Regions from separate parts of the Mus musculus genome. Here all the other regions are linked to region 1. The links are chromatin contacts, called in public Hi-C maps. All regions are on one chromosome and are shown on one strand. Each heading gives the region's core, a stretch centred on a gene start, on an enhancer-like site or on the middle of the called end of the contact. The rest is flanking DNA. Distances are from core to core; before and after follow the strand shown.

Region 1 (3,067 bases), core at 216-2,715:
TAGTAGCCTGTGTTCTCTTAGGGTCTGTATGACATCTGCCCAGAATCATCTGGCTTTTATAGTCTCTGGTGAGAAGTCTGGTGTAATTCTAATAGGTCTGCCTTTATATGTTACTTGACCTTTTTCCCTTACTGCTTTAATAATATTTCTTGGTGTTTTGATTATTATGTGTCGGGAGGAATTTCTTTTTTCCTATCTATTTGGAGTTCTGTAGGCTTCTTGTATGTTCATGGGCATCTCTTTCTTTAGGTTAGGGAAGTTTTCTTCTATAATTGTGTTGAAGATATTTACTGGCCCTTTAAGTTGGGAATCTTCACTCTCTTCTATACCTATTATCCTTAGGTTTGGTCTCCTCATTGTGTCCTGGATTTCCTGATTGTTTTGGGTTAGGAGCTTTTTTGCATTTTGTATTTTCTTTGACTGTTGTATCAATGTTTTCTATGGTATCTTCTGCACCTGAGATTCTCTCTTCTATTTCTTATATTCTGTTGGTGATGCTTGCGTCTATGACTCCTGATCTCTTTCCTAGTTTTTCTATCTCCAGGGTTTTCTCCCTTTGTGATTTCTTTATTGTTTCTATTTCCAATTTTAGATCCTGGATGGTTTTGTTCAGTTTCTTTACCTTTTTGGTTGTGTTTTCCTATTATCCTTTAAGGGATTTTTGTGTTTCCTCTTTAAGGGCTTCAAGCTGTTTACTTGTGTTCTCCTGTATTTCTTTAAGGGAATTATTTATGGCCTTCTTAAAGTCCTCTATCACTATCATAAGAAGTGATTTTAGATCTGAACGTTGCTTTTCCAGTGTGATGATGTATCTAGGACTTGCTATGGTGGGAGAATTGGGTTCTGGTGATGCCAAATAGCCTTGGTTTCTGCTGCTTATGTTATTATGCTTGCCTCCCTCCATCTGATTATCTCTAGTGTTACCTGCCCTCGATATATCTGACTGGAGCCTGTCCTTCCTCTGATCCTGGTTGTGTCAGAATTCCTAAGAGTTCAGCTGTCTCTGTGGTCCCATGATTCTGTGATCCTGAGATCCTGGGTGTGTCAAAGCTCCTGGGATTCAAACTGCCTCTGAGACCCTGAGATCCTGGTGTGACCAAGCTCCTGGGATTCTAGGATCCTTGGCTCCTGGGTTTATTAGAACAGCTGGGATTTGAGCTTCTTCTGGGTGTTGTGAGACTGGCTGCAGAGTTTGTGCCCAAGGTCTGTTCAGGGCACTGGCCCAGACCGGAAGGAAAGGGTGCCACTGGTTGGGTAGAGTTCCTGGGTGCCTGGGTCCTGCTCAAAAATGGACTAATTTATAACCTAGTTTGTACATGATAGATAAATTCCTGTGTCCATGAACCTATGCTGTTAAAGCAGTGAGAATTTTAGAAGAGAGACTGATGCCTCAATTGTAACACAGATCAAAGTACACATGCACTTAGGTAAACACAGTGAAAATTATTAACAGCAGCTGATGTTTCCAGCTTGTCATCAAGTAAAACCTACTCTTTGACCTCTTGAAGCAGGTTTGAAGGCTAGTTAGTCTCTAGGCTTCGTAAGAAATTGATTGGAAAAGGTCACGCTGTCTTGACAAGTGGTTCACAGAAGCAAAGAGCAAGGAAAACTGATAAATTCTGATGCTACTCACACATTCCAAAGCTTGTAAAGAACAAATGGGGGGCGGGTAAAAATGAAAGAAAACCTGAGATGAAGCCTAGCCTATCACAAAACAGGCTAATGACGTGGAACATGGAAGCAAAGGGATGTACCCTGTCTGCATTGGCTCTGGTCCCTCCTTGCCCTAGACTCTCAGAAGCTCTTAATGTCATGTTGGGAAAGTCTTGGCTCCCAGGTCCTCATAATAGTCCATGCTGTTATGTAAAGGAGTAAGCTGGCCTCTTCAAACAGGAAAGCCAGCAGGACACTTCTGTGAAATGTGGATCAGTACTAGTCTCTGGCTTTCCCAGGGTCACAGAGGATACTTTTCCATCATTGCTTCCCTGGGTGTCATTTACCTCCCTGCCCCTGCCCCACCCCCAACAGAGGATAAACAGACCTGTAAAAGGGCCATTTATATGGTACCTACTTGCTGGGCCTAGCTTACTACGTTCCATTTCAGTAAATCATCCAACAAATGGGCACCAAAATCCAAGTGTACTCTCACACTCTTCAAACAGTAACTATAGTTTATTATTTATTTTATGAAGAACTAAAGGAGTTGCTGGTTTTCATAGAAGACCTCTGTAACCCCAGCACTCAGAAAACAGGAATTGTATAGTGAGAAATTTTTCTGAAAATGTCTCACCTTCGAAAAGAATGAACTTTTGCCACTTTGCAGCCAAGTTAATAATATACCTTGAGTTCATTTAAGACCATTTAAGATCGTGTACTCGCCCTGCTACCCTAGTGTGCAAAGCCTGCTTAATTTTAACCTACCGTTGGGAAAACAACATAATCAATCTTACTATGCCTTGTGTGTGCCTGTGCAAGAGCAAATTGTGGAAGTCTTCCTCCTCCTGTCGTCACAAGCCACTAGGTTGAAAACAACCTTAAACAAAACAAATATAGCATAAATATTGGAAGTAACATGTGGATATAGGTTGATAACACATTTGTCGTTTTGAGTGCTATTCTGGGTCAGTTGAGGTCAGTGAAGTAACTTGTTTCCTCATGAAACTTTGTTAAAAGAGTTTTGCAAAAAGTATCCTTCATTCCTTTCTCATGCCATGTTTTTTGTGCTACTCAATAAGTACAAAACAAAAGTTTTTGTTAAGGACAGATACATGTCAGACAAGCACAAGGAGACAGAAACAATGCCACAATCAATAGATCAGACAAGTACAATAAACATTAGATACACATTACAAATACATGGCCAGTAACCATGAACTATAGGCAGACAGAAGATCGGGGAAGAGAAGTGAAGAATTCAAATTTGGGTTCACTCTTGGTCAACTTAAACTTAGGAAGAAGTTTCTGTTTTCATTCCTTAATTTGATATTGACACATTGTGGTGTACCCACTAAGGTTTCTACACACATGCACACAGACACACACACCAACTAAAAGAGTTCAAATAAAC
Region 2 (3,071 bases), core at 171-2,670, 880 kb before region 1:
TAAATGTATTGTGGATAAATGTTTTAAATCTCTACTGAATTCCAAACAACACAGAAGTTTAGTGGGCATATACCCAAATAAACCTTCTAATACTATCTCTGATCATTTGTTTACTACCCAATTCTGTAAATTTAGTTTGTACTTAATCAAGGTGTTAAATGTATATAAAAACATTTGGCCAAAAGAAAGAATTTGTAAAACTTAGATGTTGATTGGAGACCAGTCTGTCTATCTTTCTTTGTTTTATGGTTACTACTTTGGTTTGCCTGGTGACTAGTGGCTGGTTGGTTTTTCTTTTTGTAGTTGTTTGTTTGTTGTTTTACTTCATGACTTATGCTGATCTTAGAAGTTGAGATACTCGTGCCCCAATCTTCTGAGTGCTAGGATTATAAGAGCACCACTAAATGTAGCTGGTTGGGATCTTTACTGTCTTCCAAATATTGTGTACTCAGTAATCCCCAGCTTGTAGAGCTCTTGGAAGCTGGTGGGGTGTTTAGGAGGTGAGTTCTCCTGGATGGGTTTAAGGTAAGGTAGGGATGTTCCTTCAAGGATTTTAGGATCACACATTCTTATGTGTTATGAATTTGTGTCTCCTTCCCTCCCTCCCTTCTCCCTTCCTCCCGGCATCCCTGTCTACTCCTTTCCTCCCTCCATCCCTGTCTACTCCTTCCCTCCCTCCATCCCTGTCTACTCCTTCCCTCCCTCCATCCCTGTCTACTCCTTCCCTCCCTCCATCCCTGTCTACTCCTTCCCTCCCTCTATCCCTGTCTACTCCTTCCCTTCCTCCATCCCTGTCTACTCCTTCACTCCCTCCCTCTTTCCCTCTCCCTCTTGGCTGCTGTAGCAATCTGTTTTTCTCTACCATGAGCCTTTTCAGTACAAGATCTAGCCAAGAGGTATTGAACTCTCAGAACCCATGAGCCAAAACAAATATTCCAGAAAATAACTAAGAGCAGCTTTTGATCAAAGTACAATTACACAGATTCCTTAGGCAATCCTCAAATATTTATTAAAACAAAATAGGCATACTCTTTGACCTCAAATTTTACCAATCTTACATAAACAAAAACAGCAATATAAAATCATATGGAACAAAAGACAGATCAGAATTGTTTCATGGATCTTTTAAAGAAAAGGCCATAATGAAACAAAAGAAATAAAACCTGGAAAAGAAACTAGAAAAAAAAATGTGGACTGTTAAAAGTGAAGAAGCTTACATAACACGAGTTGACTGTCAAGTTTTCACTAGTTGACTATGCAAATTTTTGACATAATATGCTAGGGAAGACAGTTTTCAAGAATGAAAACTATCAGAACACCTATATGTGCAAGAGTGCAGACCACTAGGTAAATGGTTGGTTGTCCTGTACTCATGGAGAAAAAGCCAAACAACAAGCATTGGAGGGATAATGGCAGGCAGTCATGGGGTAGGAGAGGATCATGGGTTGATAATCAAAAGAGACATTTTCCCACCCAAAGGCATCAGATTAGAGAGCATCATATTATCTGTCATTTCTGAATTTGTCAACAAATATTTCATATTTACATAGAGACTAAAGCCATAAAGCCAGTGTCATAATGAAAAGGAGAAGATACTGAGAAGTGGGCTGCTTAGAGGCTTGCCTAGCTTTGTAGGTCAATATTAAACTCCTCTTGTGTTTCTTTTATAATCTCCAGGATATATCTGAATTTCTTTTAGCCTATGGACATAAAATAAAACCATGTATTTAGAGAGTCAGAGGACAGTCATGAGAATGAATCCTCAGAACCTGGAGATCTTTAATAAATCTCTAGGCTCTCCTGTCTTTGCTTGTAGCCTCCAGGAAGTAACTACTAAAAGGATTTCATATATATACCAGGTGAGACAAAGGAAAAGAGATATGGACAAGGAAAGGAGGTAAAAAGGGAAAGGTATGAAATATTTCTTCAACATCTTCCTGCTTATGAGGCTTAACAGAAATGACAGGGATCCCTTGGTGAATGTAGTGTTAGAAAAGAAACTGAGTGCTGATTCAAAAATCTGTGTTCTAATGTTCTATTGAATATCACCCTCACTGTTAGTCTTGAGAAGGCCTACACTTTCTTTAGCAGGCACAGGGCATGTGCAAAGCCTGTAGCCATTACTATCCCCAGCCCTGGTATGAACAGTGTCTGAGATACGGCAGCAGTCAGAGAAGAAGCAGAAGGCATGCTTCCTGGATACTGGGTTCCCCTGTGAGAATCTGAGTGACACATTTTAATTAAATTGACCCACTGGAGTTTAATTAAGGTGTTATCTTCTTGAGGTGAAACTAATGGAAAATGGGCCCCTTTTATGGAACAAGAACAAAACATGTAGGCTAAGGACCCTTTGCTCTCAATTCCCTGATAAATAAAATAATTTGATAATCCTTTTCCCAAAATATTTTCCTGTTTGTACTGAGAAGCTTACTACAGGGATGATTTTAAATGATCTACAGTCTAGCCCCCATGAAGTTGTGTGTATCTAAGAAAATGGAGTCTGAATATGTCTGAATAAGCTTACTGTGCAATAGAAGCAGAAGGCCCTTCATTTCATTTAGCATGCGCTAGAACTCACCTTAGAAACTGTGAACTTTTCCCCCAGTGGACACCTGGGACTTCAGAGAATACCAAACATATATGCATGTCAAACAGGATATACCGCAAAGATAAAGCTTAATTTATAAAATAGGAACAGCAGGAGATGAACAATTGCTAACAATAAAATAGAACAATTGTCATCCTGTGTTGTGATAATAGTGTCCAGAACAGCAAGCACTACTCAGAACAGTGTAATCTAAATTTTCAATATTATTTCTGGAATTTTTCCCTTAATGATTTTAGGACAGACTTGATCACAGGTAACCAAAATGACAGAATGCAAAACCTACTGCATGAACAACTAGTACTGATACAAGTTCTAGAATACACTGTGAATATCATTTTTAAGACTAAGCTTCATGTGCATCAGGGTTGTATTAAATTCGATATATATATTATATATATACAGATGACCTTAAACTGCTGGTCGTCTTGTTACCACCTTATGAGTGGTAATACCACCCTCAAAT
Region 3 (3,051 bases), core at 236-2,735, 900 kb before region 1:
TAACACAAAGAGGAGGGTCACATTAGACTTATAGTATTTTTATAGTAAGGGGAGGGCTGATGGCACATATCTAAAACATAAACGTGACTGTCTGGAAGTCAAGCCAAATGGATTTTGTCTATTGCAAAAGTACAAGGAATGAAAATAAGCTGTGTACAGCACAAGAAATGAACAGACATCAGCACCTCTAAGGATTAAATGCTCAGTCGGCCATAGTTATGAAATTGTGTCTGTACCCATCAGTTGTGGAAATTAAAGTTAATATTATAAAAATAAAATCTCATTAGAAATTTTTACTTAAGCTGCTGGCAGGTGATCCCCTAACAGGGCTGGTGCTGACGGCATCTCCTTTAGGTCATTCCTTGTGAAATGCCTTCTGGGATCAGCTGATTAGCCAAATATGTTTTCTCACATCTTTAGTTCTACTTTCTATGAGTTAGTTGTTTATCAATTAAGGTGATAAATACCAGTGAGTCTGGTTACAGCAGAAATACAGCAATGTACCCTCTAGGAACCTCGCAGTAAGAGCTGTGTGCAAAGTTCAACAACTGTGAAGGAACTATTAAGGAGGACATACACACAAGTGACCTTGACTGACACGCGCACTTCATTTCTGCAATAAACAGCAGTGGTGCTGATAACTGCTCATTGGCGCAGAGAGTAATTACCTATCTGTCAGCGTTGCTGGTGTGTGCGAAAGAGTATAAATGAAACATACATAATGTGTGGCAATAATATCAGGCATGCAGAACCTAATGCATTATCATCATTCTCAGGACCCAGGTTTATGTGGCTGCCACCACTGAGTAAATGCCTCCTAGCCATGATAATTTCATTCTAATCTCTCTTCCATATTATAATTTTCATTGCTAAAAGATACTAAGGAGCAATACGTTTCAATCAAGGCTAAATAGAACACGACCTGTAACTAGCTATTTTATACACCTATATATTTTTTCTTTCAAAAATTTTAGTCAATTTATGAAGAGACAGGAATAAGCTATAAATTTCTGTGTGACAATCCCTGTCCGTGCCAATGTCACCATGTCTAGAGATGGGGTGGAGGAAGCCTAGGGAAGGGTCAGCAGTTTTACCTCCCATTTTTCCAACAACAAAAACATCCATCTTTTAAACTCCCATTCTGTTCTGAAGCAGAAGGTTAGAATGCATTTTGAACAAAATAGCGTCCATTGACAAAAGGAAAACAATCCAGTTTCTAAGATCAATTATCTTCATTTACTTGAGTACTGTAACGGCACAAGAGAAGCACAGGGAGCTATATAGTCACACACTCTGCTGTGTCACAAAGCTGTCCAGCTTATGCTTTGTTGTTTCATTCTCCTGTGAAATCCTGGTTTTAACACCAGGTGAAAGGAATCAACGATACACAGGTAGCCAAGACTGGCACCTCTCTGCTAGATAGAGGCTGAAAACCTGGAAACAGTATCCCAAACTAGATACAGAAGCAGCTACTAGATGACCAGCTGAGTCCAAAAAGAGAGTAAACAACTATAATCAGCAAGGCATCATTTTAACTGATCTAGTTTTTCTCTTTATAGCAAAAGAATGTACTTTGGAGACTTTACGTAATCATGAATAACTATTGCAAAATCTATTTCCTCAGAGGGAAAAAAGATTTTATTGATTGAACAACATCACCTTTCAAAAACTTAAGAAGTGAATGATAATGAGCAAGAATACTGAGTAACATTTTTAATTTCTGTGCTTTTGTTTGCTGATTTCTCATAGTGGTTTTCTTGAGCTAAAATTGTGAGCAATATTTGATCTAGAGATTCATCAAATCAAACACAGCTCAAGTTTCCGTTTCTTCTCTTTCTATATTTCTGATCAGGAGAAAAACTAAGAAATAACCAATAATAAGTTGCATAGAAATGTGATTTATTATATCCCAAAGACACACTTCTATTTGAAAGAAGGAGAAATCCTCAGGTCATCTTTAACATTAAGAAATAAAACTTATTCAAGTTCGTCACATCATGACACTAAACAGCTTATCTACTTGACTGTGTTGTAGCCATCTTGATTGTCTTGCCAGAGTGATCTGGTAAAGATTTTAGCTAAGTTGTAAGTCACTTAACCAAAGCTATCATTTCAGCATATTAATTGAAACTGATACATCATTAATGCCTACAAAGTACAGAGATTGATCTCAGTGGCTTCCATTTGATCCACATGATACTATTTGTCTGAGTAATTTAAGTCTTTCCTAATGTGTAATATTACATGGGCTTTTCAGAAGTGCTTAAGAATATTAACAATACAGTACTTCCCAGAATACAGACAAATTTCAGGGAGAGACATAACTTTATTTCATTGATCCTAAGAAGGCCTGAACTGTTTTTTATTGTTGTTGTTGTTCTTGTTTGGTCTTTTTATTTTATTTATCTATTTTTTTACATGTTAATCTAGTGGGTAAAACTTCTTAGGATTCCAAGTAGTAAGAACAGGAGGGTCCCAGCATTGTATCACCAAAGTATCTTATTCAGCCCTTTCACTCAAGGAAACACAGTATCTTAACCTCTTATAGCTGTGAGGATCCATTACATCCCTGATCTCCAAGTGTTCCAAACTACAGTAATTACATCTTAATAAAATCCCCAACCAAATTATATATTCATTTTATACTAACATCTACTTTATGTATGTATGCCATAAAACCTCTAGTTAACTGATTGGACTCTGTGTGTGTGTGTGTGTGTGTGTGTGTGTGTGTGTGTGAGAGAGAGAGAGAGAGAGAGAGAGAGAGACAGAGAGACAGAGAGACAGAGAGACAGAGAGACAGAGAGACAGAGAGACAGAGAGACAGAGAGAGGGGGGAGGGAGGGAGAGAGAGAGAGAGAGAGAGAGAGAGAGAGAGAGAGAGAGAAAGAGAGATCAACTACTTAGGACTGTATTAGGACCATTAAGCAACTTGCATTTGAATATCTAACATTTTTTTCTCCAGGCCCTAATCAGTAATTACATATCAAACAGGTTGATGGTTCACAACCTAGGAATTAGGCAGAAAGCCAAGGGACCCTAACTCGTGTC

Evidence for each region. Hi-C and Micro-C count contacts between places; a contact is called where the count stands out from the background.
Region 2: a contact with region 1 is called in a Hi-C map of liver, with 2.8 times the contacts expected there. The contact joins two enhancer-like sites. A contact is called at or near these places in 8 of 39 promoter capture datasets (the C10 cell line, cranial neural crest, frontonasal cranial neural crest and 5 more) and 2 of 484 Hi-C or Micro-C datasets (both in liver).
Region 3: a Hi-C map of liver shows a contact between it and region 1, with 3 times the contacts expected there. The contact joins two enhancer-like sites. A contact is called at or near these places in 8 of 39 promoter capture datasets (the C10 cell line, cranial neural crest, frontonasal cranial neural crest and 5 more), 1 of 15 datasets of contacts at CTCF or cohesin (stem cell-derived epiblast-like cells), 30 of 484 Hi-C or Micro-C datasets (the HL-1 cell line, Sertoli cells, adipose-derived mesenchymal stem cells and 17 more) and 1 of 115 datasets of contacts at active chromatin or transcription factors (astrocytes).

The regions. Positions count from the first base shown.
Region 1 is chr3:19,066,111-19,069,177 of GRCm38.p6, forward strand. No RefSeq gene overlaps it. Among named protein-coding and RNA genes, the nearest start is that of Armc1, 95 kb to the right of the region's middle. Within about 2 kb of position 1,466, at least 6 of the 459 cell types and tissues checked have an H3K27ac peak or open chromatin away from gene starts, as enhancers often do. A contact at or near this core is called in liver, where this site is marked.
Region 2 is chr3:18,190,576-18,193,646 of GRCm38.p6, forward strand. All of the region lies in intron 1 of Cyp7b1 (cytochrome P450, family 7, subfamily b, polypeptide 1), which reads right to left. Among named protein-coding and RNA genes, the nearest start is that of Gm23686, 14 kb to the left of the region's middle. Within about 2 kb of position 1,421, at least 4 of the 459 cell types and tissues checked have an H3K27ac peak or open chromatin away from gene starts, as enhancers often do. A contact at or near this core is called in liver, where this site is marked.
Region 3 is chr3:18,164,661-18,167,711 of GRCm38.p6, forward strand. The region is part of intron 1 of Cyp7b1 (cytochrome P450, family 7, subfamily b, polypeptide 1); the gene reads right to left. Among named protein-coding and RNA genes, the nearest start is that of Gm23686, 11 kb to the right of the region's middle. Within about 2 kb of position 1,486, at least 2 of the 459 cell types and tissues checked have an H3K27ac peak or open chromatin away from gene starts, as enhancers often do. A contact at or near this core is called in liver, where this site is marked.